Regions from separate parts of the Mus musculus genome. Here regions 2 and 3 are each linked to region 1. Evidence: chromatin contacts called from public Hi-C data. All regions are on one chromosome and are shown on one strand. Each heading gives the region's core, a stretch centred on a gene start, on an enhancer-like site or on the middle of the called end of the contact. The rest is flanking DNA. Distances are from core to core; before and after follow the strand shown.

Evidence for each region. Hi-C and Micro-C count contacts between places; a contact is called where the count stands out from the background.
Region 2: a Hi-C map of bone marrow-derived macrophages shows a contact between it and region 1, with 14 read pairs. The contact joins two enhancer-like sites. A contact is called at or near these places in 1 of 15 datasets of contacts at CTCF or cohesin (large pre-B cells), 6 of 484 Hi-C or Micro-C datasets (bone marrow-derived macrophages and liver), 2 of 115 datasets of contacts at active chromatin or transcription factors (liver and pancreatic cancer cells) and 1 of 9 other capture datasets (embryonic stem cells).
Region 3: a contact with region 1 is called in a Hi-C map of bone marrow-derived macrophages, with 15 read pairs. The contact joins two enhancer-like sites. A contact is called at or near these places in 1 of 484 Hi-C or Micro-C datasets (bone marrow-derived macrophages), 3 of 115 datasets of contacts at active chromatin or transcription factors (embryonic basal ganglia and embryonic stem cells) and 1 of 9 other capture datasets (embryonic stem cells).

What each region holds. Positions count from the first base shown.
Region 1 is chr9:61,308,912-61,311,611 of GRCm38.p6, forward strand. No RefSeq gene overlaps it. Among named protein-coding and RNA genes, the nearest start is that of Gm51683, 4.5 kb to the right of the region's middle. Within about 2 kb of position 1,305, at least 31 of the 459 cell types and tissues checked have an H3K27ac peak or open chromatin away from gene starts, as enhancers often do. A contact at or near this core is called in bone marrow-derived macrophages, where this site is marked.
Region 2 is chr9:61,829,166-61,831,865 of GRCm38.p6, forward strand. No RefSeq gene overlaps it. Among named protein-coding and RNA genes, the nearest start is that of Gm34828, 8.1 kb to the left of the region's middle. Within about 2 kb of position 1,281, at least 19 of the 459 cell types and tissues checked have an H3K27ac peak or open chromatin away from gene starts, as enhancers often do. A contact at or near this core is called in bone marrow-derived macrophages, where this site is marked.
Region 3 is chr9:61,884,923-61,887,622 of GRCm38.p6, forward strand. The region is part of intron 1 of Gm34974 (a long non-coding RNA gene); the gene reads right to left. Among named protein-coding and RNA genes, the nearest start is that of Gm34974, 12 kb to the right of the region's middle. Within about 2 kb of position 1,254, at least 8 of the 459 cell types and tissues checked have an H3K27ac peak or open chromatin away from gene starts, as enhancers often do. A contact at or near this core is called in bone marrow-derived macrophages, where this site is marked.

The sequences.
Region 1 (2,700 bases), core at 55-2,554:
TGTTTCTTTCAAGATTTGTTTTTATTTATGGAAGCACGTGCCCGTGAAGGCCTGAAGGGGCCATGAGTTCCCTTGGAGTAACAGACATTTGTGAGCCACGTATGGTGTGTGCTGAGATCTGAAATCTGACCCCTGATAGAACAATAGTAAATACAATTAACTGCCGAGCCGGCTCCCTAGCTCTGGTGTTTGTTTGTTTGTTTAAAGCATGTAAGATTTGCACCAAGGCCTGAACTGAAATCACATGGTGACAGATAAGGCACTTTGACAAGACTGAAGTCCACTGTGGCTTGTGTTAATTTACTAGACAACTCCTGGTGACATGCAAGTGTCTAGAGAATCCCTTCTGAGCTGTCACTCCCACACAATCAGTCATGCACGTGGATCAGAAACCACCAATGGCACTGAGAGCACAGCAGACCTCACTGGTGGCTCCTCCGGTTTCCCTGCTCTAGGCATGGAGCAAGATTTCCCTAACCAATAATGAGCTCCTGTTTTAGTAAGAGAGTGTCAGACAGAGAGAGAGGGAGAGAGAGAGGTGAGTGATGTTGACCGCTGACCTCCATACACACAGGAGACTAAAGACAGTTCCCAGTGGTGGAGCACCTGCATAGCCTTTAGGGTTCCCTGAGTTCATCACTGCAAAACACGCGAACAAGCAAATGAATCTTGTGGACGGTATACCACTTTAAATCCAGGACTGGCTGGGTTGTAGCTCGTCAGCAGGGAGCTCTCAATATCCCCTTCTCCCAACTGTGAGTGCTTCTCTAGAACTGATAGGTGGTGGGCCTAAGGTAAGCCTAGCTTGTCTCCCTGAAGCCTCATCTGGGTGAACCTGGAGCAAATGTCAAGCCTATGGGTGGCACATACTCATGCTGGCTCTCCCAAGCCTTAGAGTCTTGAGATGGGTAGGAGAAGCGGCCAGCCAGGCCTGGCCTGAGCCCCAGCTGCCCTGGGCTTCCATCCACGCTGCCTCACCATGCCCTTTCCAGACACATCAGGTCCCTCCTCCTCCTTGGCAGGCATGCCCATTAGTTCATAGTGAGGACTCTTTCTTAATTGCCTTGGGACTTCCCCCTGACTAACTGGGGGAAAAGTTGGCATCCTGTCCATCATACCAGCAAAACCAATCTGAGAGCAGAAGCATGGAGTGCTGGCGAGACTGGAGATGCTGGCACATTTAGTTGGAACGATTATGTCTTTAAAAAGGCAGTTGTGCAATCTATAAAGTTTGCAGCAGGGACTCTAGTGCCCTTGGCTTCTGCTTCTGAGATATGCAAACTGCGTGTTTTCTTTAACCGTCCTCTTCCCCATGGCTCTGCCTAAGATACGAATAACCTTTTCCTCTTTTCTCTTGCTCTTGCCCACTAACTCCTGGAACCACTCGCTGTTCTTGTCCAAGCTACCTTTGAAGGAAGATTAACCCACTGGCAGGGTTAATCTTCACTTTGAGGTCTACAGACTTAGCTCTCTTGGCAGAGTACTTGCCCAGCATGTGCAAAGCCCAGGGTTCAATCCCCAGCACTGCATAAACTGGTTGTGGTGATCTGCACCACTCCTAGCAAGTGGGAGCTGGAAGCAGGCGGATCAGAGAAGTTCAAGGTTTGAGAGTAGCCTAGGATACTGCTTCAGTCTCTCAGATATCCAGGATGACAGACCAGCACCACCACGCTAGGTAGGCTGTTCACATCTCTATCCTAAACCCAGGGAGATGGATTCCAGGAAGGAAGATATCTGAAAGGGGGATTCTAAGACCCATTGCCTGAGATGAGCTGCAGATCAAAGGGCCTAGCGTCTGATGAGCTCTGCTGCACGCCAACTGCTGGCTCTTGTAGGAGGGAGTGTTATCTTCAGGCCACCACAGCCATTCCTATCCACATCGTGTAGATAAGTAGACAGAGGCTCAGAGATTAACTCAGAGGCCCAGGACCCCACAGACAGAAAGTGGCAGTAGCCTGGCAGACATGCCCCCCACTGCCCCCCTCTTCTGCGGAAAGACCAAGCCCAGTGTTGAGCAGGCAGAACCTGGCTACAGGATGTGTTGTTTGGCCCAACTGAGGCTTCTTTAAAATTTGGAAATTTTTTTTTACAGAAGTTCAGGAGAAGGGAAATTAGAAATCTGGCAAAAGAATGTTCTTGTTCCTCATGGCAAGAGTGACCTGGAACTGTGTGGGGGCTGAGACCTTTGAGCAAGCCTGGCCAGCTGTCCCGTTCCAAGTCTGTGACTGGCCTGCATGGCTCCTGTATATTGTTATCTCCTGGACTCCTAAGACTGTGCATGCCTCTGTCCCCTGGCCTGGGGACTAGCTCTGACTCGATATCTCATTGAAGGGGACAGCTAGACTATGCAGACCCTGGAGGCCTCTGACTCCATGAAACCCCTACATGCTCTGTCCCTCTTCTTTTCTCTACTGTCTCTCCCCTTCCTTCTGTCCCTGGTCTGCCCGCTCCCAGCTTGGCTTCTAGCACACTCACGCATATAAGCATGCACATACACCACACAGTACAGTGGTCTCTCTGCAGGCCTATGGACTTGGGTGTGTCTCTGTCTTTGCATCACACACACACACACACACACACACACACACACACACACACACACCCAGAGAGAGAGAGGGAGAGAGAGAGAGAGGGAGAGAGGGAGAGAGAGAGAGAGAGAGAGCAGTGTACTCTACCAGAGAGCAGGGATGTACTATCTCT
Region 2 (2,700 bases), core at 31-2,530, 520 kb after region 1:
TGCATCTCTAGCCAGTCCCACCCAGGAGTAGCCTTATGAAGAGGTTGGAGCCTCAGGAGTTGGCCATCCTAGAGGAGGGACAACAAAGTCATTCCAAAAAGAAGTACCCCACAGCTGAGTGCCAAGGAACAGTTCCATGTCCCGCCCCAATCCATCCCTAGGTGACTGCCCACAGATCATGCCTGACATTCTGGAGGACAGATCATCTGCCCATGTGGGAGGGGTCACAGCCGGGAAGTAAAGGACAGTGACCTACAGAAGACAGATAGGGAGTGTGGGAAATTTGGTGTCACTAACAACCTCTCTTCCTAGAGAGCCAAGCAGGGCTAGAGGTGACAGATTTCACCTGACCTTGGTCTTGTGTGATCTGGAGATGTGTCAATCATGACCACGTGCCAACACCAAAGGAGATCAAACAGGAGCAGAGGCTGGAACAACTCCTGGCAGAACAGCACAGCCAGCTAACAACTCTCAGAGTCTGTTTCCTTCCCATCCCTTCCCCAAGACCAAAGTGCCTCCCTGAGCCTGATCCTCAACACATGGACCTCAAGGTACAAGGACCAGATGAGAACCCCAGATCACCTGAGCCCCTTTTTACAGAGACGGAAACCGAAGCTCTGGAAAGGAAAGGCTCAGCAGAGCATACATGCAGCTGCTGGAACGGAACACCAGTTCAAAGCAGAGCAAGGATGAAGCTCTCCATCCCACATGGCACCACCCCTGCATCACCCCACCCCCAGGCGCATCTGTCCGTGAAAACTGTTACTGTCAGTCGCCGCCCTCCCCAACCTCCATCCTTCCCTTCTTCCTGAAACCAGAACATTGTGCAGAGTAGAGAGGTGGGAGTAGGGCAGCCAGTGGGCAGAAGTGTGATGGTGAAACTCAAGGTACTGGAGAGAAGAAGTCTGGGGACAGCCTCATCACTTTGGGCCATGCAGCCTGGCTGTTGGTACACTGCGCCCCACTGTGCTTTGTCCTGGCTCCTAGCTTGCCCTCCCAGGTTTGACGCACAGCAGTGAAATGCAGAGCTGACCGAGAGAAAAAGCACCTAATCATGTAAGACCCACTCCTGAGAAGCCAAGGCGCGTCACACCCCCAGGTCCTGGTCCCAGGTGCTCTCTGTAGCCCACTGGATGTAGTTGGCCTCATACAGCCATATGAAACTACAGTTAAAAAGGCACAGCAGCAATCCGGAGCTCTCCCTGTTTACGACAGAGTACCACCTCCTACAGCAGCCGCACCACCTTCGCCCACACATGCCTGATGCCACCAAAACAGGCTGTCACAGCAGAGACAGGCCTCTGGTGCCCTCTACTGTTTGACACTCCTGCACCATAGCTGGAGGATGGCACCAAGGCTGGCAGGGGAGACTGGGGAATGGCACCTGCCCCCATTGGGTTGTCCCAGTTTATAACAGCCCCTCCATCCATTTTCCAAGGGGATCCAAAAAAGCATGATACCGCTGCCAGGGGTAGATCAGCAGGGTGTGTCTTGTTGACAGACCACCTAGAGGAATGGCTTGCTAGTGAGCCAGCATGGTAGTGCACATCTGTAATCCCACACCCAGAGAGGCTGAGGCAGGAGGATCCCAAGTTCCAGCCAATCTGGGATGCCTAGGGAGACCCTGATCAGAAAAGAGCTGCTAGTAAGACAGGCTCCTCTCCATCATGGACTGTCTCTCTGCAGAGGCTGCTTCCAGTGTCCCCAACTTGTAGTTCAAGGTCATCACTACTCACAAGGACAATAGCCTCCCTAATTCTGCCCTACTTAGGATCCCCAAGAGTCAAAGAACACAGAAGTAAAATAGCTAGAGATGTATGGCTAGGTATGGAGAGCCACATACAAAGACACATGCCTCTCTCTCCTCTCTCTCTCTCTCTCTCTCTCTCTCTCTCTCTCTCTCTGTCTGTGTGTGTGTGTGTGTGTGTGTGTGTGCGTGCGCGCGCGCTCATGAATATACATATAAAGAGAAAGAAGGAGGTCGAAAGGGAGAAGGGGAAACTGTTGTGAACTGTCCCCTGTCCACTGTCTGCAGAGCTGACCAGTGCCTAAAGCTTTTGGGACGAGATGACATAGCCGGGAGTGTCTAACCCACCTGACAGCAAGTACAGGCCAGAATATATGGGAATTTGGCCCAAGACAAAACTTTAAACTTACTTAAAATACTATGAAGTGGTTTCTGTTGCAATTTTTGTAACTTGAGTGCATGATTCTCAATCACGAACTCTGTAGATGATGTCATTCTGCCTGCTGCCACTCAAAATAACCATAGGCCTGGTCTAGCAATGCCTGGGCCATGGGTAGGATGTCCCTGGAATAAAGTGCAGCTCAAGACAACTCTTCATCAACCAATATGCCCCCAGAGAAGCCAAAGAGAGGGGCTCCTCGGCTCTAGATCACAGTCTCTAGTTCAACTTCACAACATCGGCCTGGAATCCACTGGATTTCTAATCACCTAGACAGAAACAGGCAGTGGGCTTGATTGATTTAAATGTTAGTCTCGGACATAAAATATTTTGTGATACCTTGGCTGGTGTCTGACTAAACCACCAGTCACCGTAGCATATGCAAATCAACACATGCCATCAGCCATCGCACTCCTCGTGGGCTTTGTGTGTCCACCAAGCATGTGCCAAAGTATCAACTCTGCGCCAGATCATGGGAAACCTTGTGTGTACAAGGCACGTCTCTATTCTTTCA
Region 3 (2,700 bases), core at 4-2,503, 580 kb after region 1:
GAGCAATCAAGTCCTCTCTGGACCGAGGCGCGATATGATGACCTTTGTGCTCGAAGCCCTCTCCTTTGCCGGGATGATACGCATAATTGAGATCTGCGAACAAAGAAAGATGAGACAGGAAGGGACTTGAGCGAATGACACCCTGCGTGCTGGGGCAGGGCAGGGTTCACGCCCTCACTAGCAGAGCTGGCCCTCAGCCCAGTATCTGCATGATGAACATGAAAGCCACCAACTCAATTACCTCAAAGGCCTTTTCTGCCTCCATTTTTTTCTCACTACAGGGACTATGCACCCTGCCAGAGGCCTTGTACTCTCTCAAGTCCTTCATCCTAGCCCGCCCACGCCTCCCCCCCCCCCAATTCCAAACCCGTGGTTAATGGCTGCCATGCTCCTGTCACATCCCAGGTTGCACAATGCCGAGCAACAGGCAAAAATCTGGAAAGCTGGTCAAGTGGGGAGAAGAGCCACTGAACCTCACTTTAAGATGTTGCTGTGAAGACGCCTCTAGGCTGGAGAGGATGCGGGGTCTGGAAAGTGCTTGCCTTTTAGCAGGAGGACTTGAGATGGACCCACAGAACACATGTCAAAACATCCAGGCGAGTGTGGTGGCATGCTTGTGCCATCCCAGCTCTGAGGAGGCAGAGACAGGTAGATCCCTGGGACTATCTGGCCCAACATCCTAGCCTAATTAGTAAACCTCAGGGCTCAGTGAGAGACTCGGCCTATAAAACAAGGTTGATGGTTTCTAAAGAATGATGGCCAGTACCAGGTAGACTCCCATACATACATGTGTGGGGAGAGAGACAACGAGAGAGAGAGAGAGAGAGAGAGAGAGAGAGAGAGAGAGAGAGAACAGGCCACTGAGAGCAGGGACTACACGCCCTTTTGTTCCCAGCAGAAGCTCCATCCGCAGCTACAGACCTGACCCACAGCAAAGGCTCAGTAAATATTTGTGGCATGGGCCAGAGACCACTTTATGCATAGTGCGTGTGGACATGCAGAACAGAAAAGGGAGCAGGGCTTCATGGTCCCTGTGGTAGGGTCAGGACCCTGCCGGGCCTTGGTGTGAGTGAATACCTAGTGTGTTCCTCCTCAGGCCCTCACTCCTATTCTAAGGAGCACCATAGCCCCAGAGACAAGGATCTTGACACAACACCCAAAGCTGGCCCAGAACACATGACTAGCGTGGCTGCGGGCTTGAGCATTTTCTCACCAATCCGGGCTAAATATAAAACGGGAGAAATGAAAGGGGATGTGGACAGGACATGTGGGAGGTGGACCAGAAGGAGCGATCAGAGGGAAGCTGGCCACCAGCCTGTTTGGTAGTAAGCAAGCTAATCACAGAGGAAATTTAAAGTGAGTTTCCTTGAAGGAACAGGGAGAGAAAAAAACTACAATTGTTCCCCTCTGCTCTGTGTCCCAGCCCACGCCCTCCATCTGGACCCAGAGAAGTTATGAGAGGTCAGAGGACTGACCTTCTGAAACACTTCCAGGCAGCCAAGAAATGCAAACACATCCACATATGCATGCGAATATACACATATGCACATCCATAAACACACACTCATATGCATGTATACACATACAAACATCCATAAACACACCCACTCACACATGCATATATATATACCCATACACATCCATAAACACACACATTCATATGCACATATATACACATCCATAAACACACACACGTTCACACATATACATATATACATACATACACACACATGCATACATACACACACACTCACACATGCACATATATACATACACACACTCACACATGCATATATATACACACATCCATAAATACACACACGTTCATACATGTACATATATACATACATACACACTCACACATGCACATATTTACATACATACATACACACACACTCACACATGAACATCTATACATACACCCATCCATAAACACATACACACACTCATATGCACATATATACATACACGCATCCATAAACTCATACACACAAATGCATATACACATACACACATCAAAACCCCACATACTCACGAGCACATATACACGTATAACACACACTCCGAGAAATTAAAAGACATAATATAAGAAATGAAAAAAACACTTCAAGGCTGTTGTTGCCTTTTGCTCTGTTCCGTGTTATTGGGCAGTTTTGTTGGGTTTTGTTTTGTCTTACATTATTTATTTATTTGGAGACAGCACATGCATGCTATGACACACATGTAGAGGTCAGAGGACAACTTGAGAGAGTCGGGCCTTTTCTTCCATGGTGTGGACCCTGGAAAAGAACTCAGATCAACAGGCTTGGCAGCTTAGTGCCCTTACCCACTGAGCCATCTCACTGGGCCCTGTGTTAGAGGGAGCTTTGTGTGGCCTTGTTTGTTTGTTTGTTGTTTCGAGATAGAGTCTTGTGCATCCCAACTTAGCCTAGAGCTCAATTTGTGACAACCACTGTCCTCTTCTGCTCGGGACCTTCCCAGGACCCCCCTCTGGCTTATTTGACAAAGCCTGGGGTCCTGAAAAGAGCTAACAGTAACCTCACCTTCCACCCTGACAAAACCTCAAGTGACTGACTCTCTGTGGCCTACGAGACAGGCCATCTGCTCCCTTCCTGCCTGGGTTTGTGACTCCCCCTCTCTACCAGAAGCATTTTTTTCTCTTGTCTACCTCACCAGCCTCATGCACCTGTTGAGGTGGGT